2 separate regions of the Sus scrofa genome follow, and region 2 is linked to region 1. Evidence: chromatin contacts called from public Hi-C data. All regions are on one chromosome and are shown on one strand. Each heading gives the region's core, a stretch centred on a gene start, on an enhancer-like site or on the middle of the called end of the contact. The rest is flanking DNA. Distances are from core to core; before and after follow the strand shown.

What was found. A called contact is a pair of places that touch in the nucleus more often than the background predicts.
Region 2: a Hi-C map of subcutaneous adipose tissue shows a contact between it and region 1, with 2.7 times the contacts expected there. The contact joins the enhancer-like site here to the promoter of FOXF1 in region 1. A contact is called at or near these places in 3 of 5 promoter capture datasets (fetal skeletal muscle and liver), 16 of 47 Hi-C or Micro-C datasets (alveolar macrophages, brain, embryonic fibroblasts and 11 more) and 1 of 2 datasets of contacts at active chromatin or transcription factors (alveolar macrophages).

The regions. Positions count from the first base shown.
Region 1 is chr6:2,592,680-2,599,541 of Sscrofa11.1, forward strand. It overlaps FOXF1 (forkhead box protein F1), which reads right to left and starts at 5,443. Exons shown (of 3, transcript XM_021093697.1): 1 at 4,740-5,443; 2 at 3,104-4,104; 3 at 1-1,739. The coding sequence starts at 4,070. The coding sequence ends at 1,579. It overlaps MTHFSD (methenyltetrahydrofolate synthase domain-containing protein), which reads left to right. Exons shown (of 8, transcript XM_003126813.4): 8 at 1-1,116.
Region 2 is chr6:3,120,329-3,126,601 of Sscrofa11.1, forward strand. No RefSeq gene overlaps it. Among named protein-coding and RNA genes, the nearest start is that of EMC8, 14 kb to the right of the region's middle. Within about 2 kb of position 2,278, at least 38 of the 83 cell types and tissues checked have an H3K27ac peak or open chromatin away from gene starts, as enhancers often do. A contact at or near this core is called in alveolar macrophages, brain, liver and 4 more, where this site is marked.

The DNA.
Region 1 (6,862 bases), core at 4,193-6,692:
TAGATTTCACTTCCACGGGAACTGAGGAGTGAAAAGAGGAGGATTCGCCCACAAGTAACAAAGAAAAAGAAGAAAGTGCTAAGAGCTACCCATACTTTAAATACCAAAAAGAAAAAGGAAAAAAAAAAAACCTAGGGATCCCGAGCCAGTTTCTGTCCGTGTCGGGGTCTGGAAGGTACTCTCCAATCCCAGTAAAAGACTCATGCGATTTTATTTCTACTTAATACAGTATTAAAGGTCATGTACAAATGTCATACATTTTTATTTTTGTTCTTTTTTTAGGAAAAAATACACAAAAGGCAAAAACATCCTTAAATTGTCATTTTTATACAGTGCAGAAGGAAATTTAAAATACGTGTCACAAACGCTGCACCCCAGCAGCCAAAATACTAAAAAAGGGAAGGAATCCTTCATTTTATATATATATATTTATATAAAACATATGGAAATTTGTTTTTACACAGATCGGACTTAGTTTCAAATTTACAATGGATATCTAAAAAAAAAAAAATTCTACGCGGCAAATATTGCCAACAAAGTTACACCATTAATACTGATAAACGGAGGAGCCTATGCGGTGTTTCGATTATTAGGGAGAGAACGTAGAATAAATAACAGGATGAGCCTTGCTATCGTTTCAAAAAGTGCCTTAACCTTTCTGCGTCACCGCAATCCTGAATCCGCGCGCCCGGCGGGCCTTCCCGTCCCCGCGGCGCCCTGCCCGCCCCCGTCTCCCAGCACGAAGTTTACAGTAGAGATGGGGAGACGGCCGGGGCTGGGGCTCGGGAGAAGACCCCCCGCCTAAAACGTCCAAGTGAAGCTGGAAACCAAACCAGAAGGACCGCAGAGAAGGAAGGAGAGGAGGCGGAGGGGGACGTGGAGGCCGAGAGCCTGGAGCCGCCGCTTCTGGGCTCCTTCTGGCTTCTCCCCCAAGGCGAGCAGTGGCGTCAGCAATGCAAGTTATTTGCACAAGGATCCACCTGTGGTTGACGGAGGGCTTCTGAGGTGGGGAGGGAGAAGCCGTTTCTTGCCCCCGCTTCCCTGCAAGAAACGGCTCTAAAAGGAGACGAGCATTCCAAGACATTCTTTCCAAAAAAAAAAAATTAAAAATTAAAAGATAAATACTCAACCAAAAAATAAAAGTATTTGATAATGATGGTCTCACGCGTTTGCCTTTCTCCTAAAAACCTTCCCCGACTTTGGCCGCTGGAGGGGAAGAGGGGGAGAGACCTCAGCAGAATTCTGATTTAGTTGAAGGTTTTTCCCCAACACAGCACCTTCTCAGCCGGTTTGCAACAGGATCAAAAATAGATATTTATTTACCAACAGCCGCAGTCAGATCAGGTCCCACCACCACCATTTAAAAATACTGGTGAGGGCGTGGGGGGAGGTGCTGACCACAGGGCTGGGTCTTTGCCTTGGGGATTCCTTCCCGAATAATATAATCCGGTTGGGAGGGGTCGAACCCTTTTTTTTCTGCCGACGGTTATACCTCAAGAATAAAGCAGTTTCTGGCAACGGGTTCCGAGGTCCCTGCACCCGGCCAGCCCGTGTCCGAGGGCCCCGAGGGCTGTGGTCTCACATCACGCAGGGCTTGATGTCCTGGTAGGTGACCTGCTGGTGGTAGTAGGAGCCGCCGCCGGCCGAGTGCATGGACGAGGACGCCATGGTGTTGAAAGAGAAGACGAACTCCTTTCGGTCACACATGCTGGGCGACTGCGAATGATACCGCGGGATGCCTGCGGGGCGAGGCGACAGGAAGGGGGGCGGTCAAGGGTGAGTGTCCCGAGGTCCAGGCAAGAGGCAGGCCTGCCTGTCGGGCGGGGGCGCGGGGCAGGCCTGCCCGGCTGCAGCCCCGGGCCTGAGGCCTCCCCTACGGGGCGCCTCCCCACGTCCCTGGGCTTCTCCGTAGGAAGGTCCCTGGACGCTGCGAGGCGCCCTGCTCCCGAGCGCCCACGGCGCAGGCCTCTCTGGCCTTGGGCACTGAGCTCAAGCCCCGGCGCTTCCGGAGGCCACCAGAGAAGTGGTGAGAGGGGCCGAGGTGGGCCAGCAGGGAGGGTCTCGTGGCCTCCACCTCCAGGGCAGCCTGAGGCCTTTGCCTGGCGCCGGGCAGCCACCTTCCAACCCCCAAAGACTGCAGAGGTCCTGGAGCAGCCGTCCAGGCTGACAGGGGCCAACTCTGGGGCAAAGGGTGGCTTCTCCAGGGGAAAGGCCCCTTGGAGACCAGGGTCCTGGGCCAGCTGGAGCCCGGGGACTCTGTAGCAGCCCAAGCTGGGGGACCCCCATGGAGAGGGGCCCTCCATCTGCCAGGCCCCTTTCCTGACCTCCAGAAGGCTGCTGACAGCCGACCCCTGACAGGCCCCCGCTTAGGTCACTGCATGGTCTTTCTAGAACCAGGCCCAGAAGGCTGCCGATGGGTGCTGAGATGGAGAGTTCAGAGGAGAAAGCTGTGCCTCTTTTTTCTCAAGGGTCGGGGTGGGGGGATACCTGGGGACCTGGAAGAACCTGGATGCCGAGGAAGAAGGTGTGGGACCTGCAACTCCATCTGACCCTCGATCTGGGCCCCTCTCTGCCACCGTCGCCACAAAATGCCCGCGCAGCGTTCACACAGCCGGGCCTCGGTCCCTGAAAGGCCAGGCTCTGAGCGCCGGGCCCGGCCGGCTTTGGGCCTAACTCTTCCGTCCCGCCTGCCCGGCTCAGAGCAGAGGCGGCTCTCCGCAGCTTTCTGGGTCAACTGGGGAGGGCGAGCCAGCTGGCCAGGGCCGGGCCTGGCTCCATCCTGGGCACTTGCTGAGGGACCCAAAGGGACTCAGAATATTGGGGTCTGAATTGTTTTGGTGAGGATGGGCCTACCTGGCTAGGCTGGGGCAGCCAGCAGCTGGAAGTTGAAATAGAAAAAGAGAAACACTGTATCTTGGTCTAAACCGGAGCTGCACGCACCCCTCAAATGGGGGAGGTGGGGCCGAGAGAGACTCGCCGCGGCATCGGGGTTGGTACCGGGTTGGTAGTGGATGGACGCGGCCGCAGGCTGAGGACCAGGGCGTCAGCGGCTCCGTGCAGGGTGCTCGCCCAGATGCCCACCCCGCACCGGCTCCCCACTCACCTTGCAGCTCCGCTGGGGCGTTGTGACTGTTCTGGTGCAGATATGGCTGGTCCAGGGAATGCGTGGAGAGGCTGCCAGACAGGGGGTTGGCCGCGGGGTTGCAGGGGGACAGGGGCTGCTGCTTGATGTAGGAGGCGCTGCTGTTGAGGGCCGCGGAGGCGGAGGGCGGCCAGGCGGCCGCGGAGCCGGAGTACACCGAGTGGGGCTCCATGACCCCGCCGGCAGCCGCGGGCAGCAGCGGGGAGGCGGGCACGGAGCTGTCGTGGTGCGGGTACTCGCCGGCCGCGGACCCACCGCAGCTGCCCATGTAAGAGTGGCCGCCGTTGGCGGGCAGGTGGGGCACCGAGTGGCTGGGCAAAGCCATGCCGTCCACGTTGCCCGGCAAGTGGCCGTTCATCATGCCCAGACCTCCCTCCAGCGCCAGGCTGTTGGGCGGGCACGAGAGGCCGCCAGCGGAGCTCTGGAAGCCGTAGGTGTCCGGGAGGTGGTTGAAGCCGAGCCCGTTCATCATGCTGTACATGGGCTTGAGCGCCTGGCATTTCCTTCGGAAGCCGCGCGGCCGCCGCCGAAAGGAGCCCTCCTCGAACATGAACTCGCTGGCCGGGTCGATGGTCCAGTAGTGGCCCTTGCCCGGCCGCCCGAGGCCCTTGGGCAGCTTGATGAAGCACTCGTTGAGCGAGAGGTTGTGGCGCACGGAGTTCTTCCAGCCCTGGTAGGAGCCGCGGAAGAAGGGGAAGCGGCTCTGCAGGAACTGGTAGATCTCGCTGAGCGTCAGGCGCTTGGTGGGCGAGCTCTGGATGGCCATGACGATGAGCGCGATGTACGAGTAGGGCGGCTTCTCGGGGCGCCGGATGCCGGCGTTCGTCTTCTTGGCCTTGGACGGGCCGGACGACGCGGGATCCATGGCCGCGCCGCCTCCCCCGCCGCCGCCGTGCGGTGGCTGCTGCTTCTCGGGCGCCGAAGACATCGGGTGGCTGCTGCCGCCGCCGCCGCTGCCGCCGCTGCTCTGCGCCGCGGACAAACGGGGAGGAGGAGGAGGAGGAGGAAGAGGAGGAGGGGGAGGAGGGGGAGGGGGCTGCGCGCGCGGGGCTGGCTGCACCTCTGCCGTCATCCGCGGCCACTTCTCCCGAGCGAGCCTCGGCGCGCCCTCCCCCGCCTGCGCGCTCGTCCTCCCCGAAGAGCTGCTGGATCCGCGGGCGGTTGGCTCACAGCCCCCTCTCTCCCCAGCTCCCTCCTCCCCCACCTACTCTCCTCCCTCTTTCTCTCTCGCCCTCCCACAAGGGAAGGAGCCGAGCGGAGGCTGAGAGCAGCCTCTTTGCAGCCTGGGCGGAGGCCGCGAGGAAGCCCCCCCCCCCACCGTTTTGGGGGGAGGCACCACCTCTCGGGCCTGCGGCTGTGCGCCCCCGCGGGGAGCACCGTTCGGTCCCCGCCACCCGCGGCGCTCGGCTCCTAGACTCCAGCCGAGGCCGCCCTTTCTGCCTCGTCTCTCAGCGGCGTCTCACGGGCCAGAGTAAGACCCTCCAGGAGTTCCCTCCCCTCCCTGCCCCCCTCCGGCCCCCTCGGCGGTGGGCGCTTAAAGGGCCCCCACCCTCGCCGCCCAGCGGCCGCCGGCAGAACCCGCCCCGCCTGCACCAACCTGGCGAGCAAGTGTTAATGCGCCCTCCGCCCGCCGTTCAGCCCAGCTGCGCGTAGGCCCCCGCCTTCCCTGCTCGGGCGGTGCGGAGGAAAAGGCGCCCCGGTACCCGGGCCTTCCCGGAGCCGTACTGCTCGGTGGCAAATCGCAGCTGTAGCGGAGGCCGGGGCCGCCGGGTCGGGGCCATCGTGGGCACAGTCGGCTTGGCTACGGGTCCCCGGGTCCCCGCGGCCGGCGGGCGTGTGTTCCCGCGAGGGACCGCCTACCCCTTCTCCCCGCCCAGGGAAGGACTGCGCCGCGCCCGGGACTTTTCGGACTCGCCCAGCAACGCGCAAGCAGGCGGGCAGCCGGCGGAGCCGAGCGCGGGCGGAAAACGAAAGCGCAGGGCGGGTCGTTCCCGCTTTGTCTCCGGCGCCGCGGGCGGTTCGGGGAGCAAGTGAGAACCGCTGGCCCTGCGGGGACCCACACTTCCCGGGCTCCCGGACCAAGCGACCCGGCTCATTCCCTCACTCGTGCGCACACATACAGACACGGACGCACCCACGCGTGCGTTCCCAGTCGCGCACACGCGGCGCTCAGGCATGAGCGTTCCCACTCACGCGCTCGCCCACGCACGCACGAAAGGCCCACAGGAGCGTCAGTTTGCATCCAGTCCCACTCGTGTGTACACTAGCCACACTCTGATCTGAGTCCACACAACTCAGTTGGACACCCCCCCAACACACACACACACACACACACACACACACACACACACACACACACTGAAAACCCGCCTATTTGGCCCCGCAGCCCCGGTGTCCCCACTTCCAAGAGCAGATTCCGATTTCTCGCAGATGGTAAAGGCCCTGGCAGGAAGTTTACATGGCTCAACGTAAACAAGTTCTGGGGGGGATTCTTTAATAATAATAATAGAGAATTCCGCGTGCGCGGGGGGGAGTTGGCCTAATGCCCCTGTGGGCTCGGCCTGCCGCCGCCACGGGGGCCTCTGACACTGCGCGCCAGGCCAGGTTCCGGAAGGCAGCCTGCGCGGGCGGGGAGCGCGGGCCCGGGAGGCCCCCGCGCGCCGGGCTGCCTGCAGCAGGGGGCTCGCACGAACGTCTTCCCCCGCCAACCTCCCAGCGCTGGGGTGCGGGCTAGGACGGGGTGGGGGGACAGTGGCGCCCAGCGCGGAACAGCGCAGGAGCCGGGCGCAACGCCGCACGCGGGGACCCAGGTGAGTGCTGTTTGATTGCTCACAGACTTGGGAGGAGCGAGGCGAGGGGTGTTTTCTCGGGTCCACGACGGGACCCTGAACGCAGTGCCCTGGCGCGAGCTGGGGGCGAGAGGCGGATGCCAGGCTCGGAGTGCGGCCCGCGGCGCTTTTCAAAGCCTGTGGGCCCCTCGGATTCTCCGGCCTCCTTGTCACCCGGGACCTGCCTCCTCGCTCCGACGCCTTCAGCCGAGGCGGTAGACGCCTGGTCACCTTCAGGGCGCCTGGCACGTCCGTGTGAGGAGCAGGGGGTCTCGGCTGTGGTCGGTCCCGGCCGAGCGCGCGCTCTCTCGGGAGACCAGAGAGCCACCTTCTCTGCGCAGCGCTTCCGCCTGGCTCTCCCGGCCTCGGCGCGGCTGGGGAAGGCTCCGTGGGGGAGGTGGCCGAGTCGAGTGCGGTTGTATCTTCGCGCAGGTAGCCGTGCGGGCAGACCCAGTCCCGCTTCCCAGCGCCCAGCCAGCGCCCACCGACCACAGGCACACACTGAGCACCGCGCACGGCCTCCCTACCTCTTCCCAGCGAAGGCGCCTCGCGCAGCTCAGGCGCCCCAACCCTCGCGCCCACGCTCAGGCCTGCCCACCGCCGAGGACGCGTTTGCGGTTGTGTGCACACACTCCTGCCCTTTTGCGTTCACCCACGCACAGCCAGCCGCACGTGCACACGCAGTCGCACGCCTGGCCGCTCCACGCGCCCGCGCGCACACGTCCCCACACGCATTCTCACAGGCTCTCCCCGTCACTTTATTTTTTCCGCCAAACGGCAGCTGCAGGATAGGAGGCCCCGCGGCGCCGCCGCCGGGAGGGAAGTTCCCGCGAAGGGTCGCTACCTCCAGCTGCTGGGAGCACATCTGGCTTTTAAAAGAGAGGCGAGCAGA
Region 2 (6,273 bases), core at 1,028-3,527, 520 kb after region 1:
TGCCCGCAGGGCGGGCCTAAAGGTGGCCGTGCCATCTGTTTGGGGTTGAATTATGTCCCCAGGAGATATGTTGAAGTTGGTGAGGTCCTCAGCCCTGGTGCCTGTGTGGCCTCACCAGCGAATGGTCTCTGCAGGTGTACTTGGTTAAGATGGGGTCACACAGGCCAGTGGCCCTAAATCCAATGCCACGTGTCCTTAGAAGAGGAAGGAGGGGAGATCAGACGGACACAGGGAAGAGGCCCTGTGAAGACAAAACAGACTGGAGGGAGGCGGCCAGGAGCCCCCAGAACCAGGAAAAAGCAGGAGGGACCCGCACCTGAGCCTCGAGATGGAGCCTGGTCCTGCCACCCCCTGACTTCAGACTTCTGGCTTCCAGGACGGCGGAGAAATAAACTCCTATCTCTCTAAGCGCCCCCAGAGTGGGGTCATCAGTGCAAGAGCCCAGGACGCTCATACACCACACAGCCTTGCCACCTGGCTACGAGCTGAGTGCGTCCAGGCCCCGCAGGTGGGTGCCCAGTCTCTCCAGCCCGTCTCCCCTGCGGCCCCAGAACAGTGGCTCTCCAGACCCATGTGGCTCCCACGCTGGTGTTTTCCAGGGGACCTCAGGGAGGTTTGAGGAAGTGGTGGCCCTAATGGCTGGGAAAGTCCTCCAGGGCAGCCTTGTGACTACTTTGCAGGTGACCCCAGCAGGCTCCTGATCAAAGGGAAAACCCAAGAGCCCCCCTCCAGCCTGGCATGGCCACAGCGGGTACAGAAATGCCTGGGAAGCACCAGAAGCCAACATAGCCACTGGCCAAGAAGCCCCAAACATGGAATTGCTATGAAACCTCCTGCAGGTCACACCTTCTGAAACCCACGTGGGCACCTCCAGCTCAGGCCCTCTGGCATCTGGACACGGACTACCTCAGCGTCCATGGAGAAACTAACTCAAAGCCACCCCTCACCAAGCCAGCCTCAAGAGCCCATGCCCTTTGAGCTTAAGTCCTACCCCACAGCTCTGCCAGGAGCCTCAGGCCACCGTGGTTCAAGGTGGGAGGCCAGGCACTGCAGGTGCATGGATCAGGGTCTAGACACTAACCCCATCATCTACTGGGGTACAGCCCTTGGAAGTTGTTCAGTTTCTCTCGGTGTCCCCATCTGGAAGAGACAGCTACACTTCCTACCTCCCAGGACTGCAGGAAGCTGTAGCTGGGCTAGTACGCAACACAGAGGGGAGCGTTATTATATGACGATGAGACACCCGCTCAGCAAATATTTATCGAGTATCTAATATATGCCAGACAATACCCCAGAAGCTAGGGGAACAGTGGGGAACAAAACAGACACAGGTGTTTCGGAGCTTATGATGGTGAAGAAGAAGAAAGAAGGTGGTGGTCGTGATGCTGAGGCTGGAGACGGTGGGGGAGGAGGATGAAGCTGGGGATGACGGTGGGGATGGGGATGGGGAGGAGCATCATGGTGAAGGAGATGCTGGAGAGGATGAGGATGCGGCGAGGATGGTGAGGGGGACGGGGATGGGGATGGGGGTGGGATGGGGATGGGGGTGGCGGTGGCGATGGGGACGGGGATGGGGATGGGGGTGGGGATGGGGATGGGGGTGGCGGTGGGGGTGGGGATGGGGATGGGGATGAGGAAGAGGATCACAATGACGGCGATGCTGGAGAGAGTGGTGAGGCGGAGGAGAGTGGAGATGTAGCCAAGACCCCTCCCTGGACCACCAGATCCTCAGGAGCAGGAGGAGCTGCACCTTCCACTTTCCACCCGTCCGTGTCTGGCCCAGGGCCTTGTACACAGTACTCGAGAAACGGGTGGAGTTGATAGATGAACTTTTCAAGTCACTCTCAGCAGAGGAGACCCCCCCACCAAGGGGAGGGGGCTCCAACCGGCCGCCATGCGAATCTCTTTAAAGTCGTCTGTTTTATCTTTAAAGTGGAAGGAGCCTCTTTCCACTTTGTGGTGTATGCTTGTTTCTTCTACTTGTAAACAACAGGAACCTTTTTCCAAAACTTTGAAAATAATGCCCCAAGAATACATGTCCTGTTTATTCCTGTGGCTTTTGAGAAACTAACCACACACACAGCACACGCACACACGCAGCCCCCTAGGCCACCCCCACACACACTGGAGGTCCGCAGAGCCCAGGGCCAGAAGCACGACCCCAGTCTGTCAAGGCTCCGAGCAGATGCGCCTCTCCCAGTGGCAGTGGGCCGCAGCAGGAAGGGCACTGGCCCTGGAGGCGGCTGCAAGGCTCCACCCTCTTGGCAGGAAGGCAAGGAGGCTGAGCCAAAGGCTCTGAAAAGGAAACTGGGAACTTTGCTGCCCCCTTAAAACCTGGCATTTCCATAGCAGGTGCCCCGTCACCATCACACGGACTCTGGAGGACAAAGCAGCAGCGAGGGTCCTGGAACTCGTGGCATTTAGGGAGCTGCTGCTCTGCGTGGCTAGAGCCTCGGGATGTGCTCAGGGGTCCTGCCAACTCCCCAGGGACAGCCTCTCCAACAACGAAACCAGGCAGGAAGAGGGCAGGACACTCCCGGGCTGCTGGGCAGACCAGAACCCCGGCGGAGAGGGGCTCCATGCTGTGCCACCACCATCCCCCACGGCCCCCAGGCTCCCTGAGTTTCTGTTTCCCCCTTTCTGAAGGGAGCCCTCCACGCCGCCTCGCAGGCGGTTTTCGGTCCTGTTACATAACATTCGCCCTCAAAGCGTGGAGGTGGGAAGCAGCTCACCGGCAACGCGATGACACAGTGGAATTTACTGAGCCGATGACAACGCGTGTCACCCGATTCCCCAAGATGGGGGTGGGGGTGGGGGGGTCCTGTCCTTCCCATGCCAGGAGTTTGGCACCAACGAGGAAATGGACGAAGGGGGAGACAGTGAAGCTCAGTTCGTCCCTTGCCAGTGTCGGGAGGCTGATCTGAAAAGCCTGGAAGAGCCAGTGGATCTGCCTGGGGGGTGGGGGGGGGCAATTTTACTCCCGATGCGCGGAAATAATTATTTCTGTATCAAAACAGACACGGCAGTATCATGGGGCAAAAGAGCAAATTCCCATGGATTTTCACCATCAAACACAAGACTTTGGAAGGCATGCCACACACCCGGCAGCACAATTCCGGTCACTGCCCTGCACTCCAGGCTGCACAAACCCCCTGGCCAACTTTTGAGCAGACAAGTCTGACAAGAAGGAAAAATTGCTTTTACTGCAGAGCCAGCCACTGGGGCTCCAGGACAAGGATGGAGCCCGGATGCCACCTGGTGTTCATTTGGGGTGTGGCAGCCAGTTTTGTGACACTGTCAGATTCAGATGCCCACGGGAGGAGGGTGGGAGGGTTCCTCCTTCGCAAGAGGACCTCTGCATTGACCGACCTTCCCACCCCACCACCGCCAGACTGCTGCAGCACCCGGGGCCCCCCTTTGTTAAAGGCCTGGCCTCCAGAGCACGCTTTGTGCCCCTAGAGATCCTGGTCCAGCAGCCCTCAGTTAGGCAGAGGTCTCTGTTTTCACCCAGTTTCCCAGGCAACGTGGGAATGAATGCAGAGGTTTGAACTTGCACTTGAATCACCTGGGGCAGACTTTAAACCCTGCAAGTGCCCCCGAGGTAAGACCCCGCCTCAGCACCTTCACACACCTGCCTAGGGGACCCTAGGCGTGGCCTGAGCGGACAACACTGGCATAGAGACTTGTTTCCCCTGAGTTTCCTGGTAAGATCCCGGCATCTTACCAGGAGGGACGCCGGCAGTGAACCGGGCTCCTTAGCTGGGGAAGCAGCTCTCAGTCCTGGGACCAAGGAGCTCAGGGACAGGGGTCCTGCGTCTGAGGATTATCCCCTGCTCCTGCCAGGGCTTTGTCAGGACACCCTAAGTGTTCTGTTTTCAGCTTTTTTTCAGCAGATCATAGAAATTCCAAAGAGCTTTTTTTTTTTTTTTGGCCTTTTGCCTTTTGTCTTTTTAGGGCCGCACCTGCAGCATATGGCATGTGGAGATTCCCAGGCTAGGGGTCCAATCGGAGCTGTAGCCACTGGCCACAGCCACAGCCACAGCAATGCAGGATCCAAGCCACATCTGCGACCTACACCACAGCTCACTGCAACATCGGATCCTTGACCCGTCACTGAGTGAAGCCGGGGATTGAACCCGCGTCCTCACGGATGCCGCCGGGGTTCATTAACCGCTGAACCACGATGGGAACTCCCCAAAGAGCTATTTTTTGCCACAGTAAGATCAGTGACATTAGGGATGCAGGGCTCGAAGGCTACAACTGGGACAATCCTGGGAAAAGCAAGCTAAGCTGGGCGCGCTCACCCTCAGACCTGCCTCAGACTAGCAGTAACTTGTTCCAGGATTCGCCGCGTGTGTGTCTGTGAGTGGCCACAGGACAGTCTAGCAGATTCTCGAAGGGTCTGTAATCCCTGCGGATGGCAATCCTGCCTCCACGCTTCCCCCGGCGCACGCCTGCTGGTGTGCAGGGCTGAATCTGGCAAAAGCACGCCTACGTTTTATGGAGGCGTGAGATTCCAAACATCCACCCCAAGCGGGGTGCTGCCCCCAGCGAGGGCCTAGGAAAGGAAGGCTCAGGAGGTCCCCCGTCACCTGGAGTGCAGCAGACGTCCGAGCTGAGCTGGTTTTGCTGCTGACTTTTGGTCTGGTTGAGGGGTGGGGAGAAAGCGTGGTTAGAGCACAAAAGATGTGGAAACAGTTTGCAAAGGCCCTGAGAGGCTGCCCCATTCCTAGGGTTTGGACAGGTTTGTTTGTTGAATAAACAAGCACGAGCACCTACGACATGCCAGGAGTTGTACAGAGGCAACTCAACAGGCATTTAGTGGGCTCCAGCGTAGGCTAACTAGAATTCAAATCCCAGCAGCGACTCTACTGGCTGTGTGCCCTTAAACAAGTCACTTAACCTCCCTGTGGCCTATTCCTAAACCTATGAAATGGGAGAACAAGCTCACGTCTGCAGAGGACAGAATGCATGTAGGGCAGGAAGCCAGAGCTGGGACCCAGGCGGCCTGAGCTGGAGACGGGTTCTCTTAGCCCCTGGCCAGCCTGCATCAAGGATAAAGCCCTTCTACGCTTTAACGCAGGTGCCAGCAAGGCCAGGAGCAACGACTCTCAGGCCGTGCACGCCTCCAGCGCACCCCTGTAAAGTGCATCCTGCTCTCGGGATCTGTGCCGAGTCAAAAGCAAAGCTTCCCTGCTTTATGAAATAAAGTCTCCAGCCTGCAGAGCTGCCCCTGCACAGATGCCCCCATGGGCCAGAGGATTCTGCAAGACAGAGCCTGGGCAGCCGGGGCAGGGCACATTGGGATGGGCTTGGCCAGAGCTGCCTGCAAGAGCCCTGCCCGTGGCGGAAGAGCGCACGGGCCAAGGAGGGTGTGGAACAGATGTGCTGCCCAGGCCCTGGTCCCTCTGCTGACACCCTGGAGAAAGCCTCGCTCACTCCGCTTTCTGGATGCTCCAGCCCTGGAACGGGATGGGTGAGGCTTCAGCTCTCCCTCTGCTGTGCAGAATGGAGAATGCAGCCCAAGGAAAGAAGTCTAACGCCACGAGATGCAGGTCCAGCTGCTCAACTTGGGATGTCTGCAAGCTGAAGACCCCTTTTCAGAAGGCAGGTGAGCCCCTGCTCAGGGGTGGGAACTTTGGCCCAGGGGTGAGAAAAGACATAAGCCTAAGTGAGCCAACCTCGAATGAGCAGAGGACCTGAATCTTCTCAAAGAACACACCCAAGAGGGCAACAGGAACATGACAAGATGCTCTGCAGGACCGGTCAGCAGGGCAGTGCAAACCCAAACCACAGGGCGCTCCCCTCGCCCCCGTTAGAACGGCCGTGGCTAAAAAGATAAGGGGTAACAGACGCCACTGGGGATGCGAGGGAAAAGGGACATGTGTGCCTTGTTAGTGGGAATGTAACAGACTCAAGCTACTATGGTAGAGGAGAGAGGATCCTTGCAAAATGAGAATGGTACCCGCCCTACGACCCAGCGCCTCCATTTCTGGGAATGTATCCAAAAGAAATGAAAACTCTAACCCGAAAAGATACCGGCGCCCCCAGGTTCAGAGCAGCATTAGTTACAACAGCGAAGACACGGAAACAACCAAAGTGTCCATCGATGGGCGAGCAGATGAAGAAGCTGCCGTGGATGTGAATACAGAGTGGGATACACTCACGCATATAAAATGAGAGATTCCACCATCTGACCGTGACTGGACCCCGGAGGCCTCGCGTTGAGTGAAATCAGCCTGACAGAGAAGGGCAAACACTGCATGATGTCAC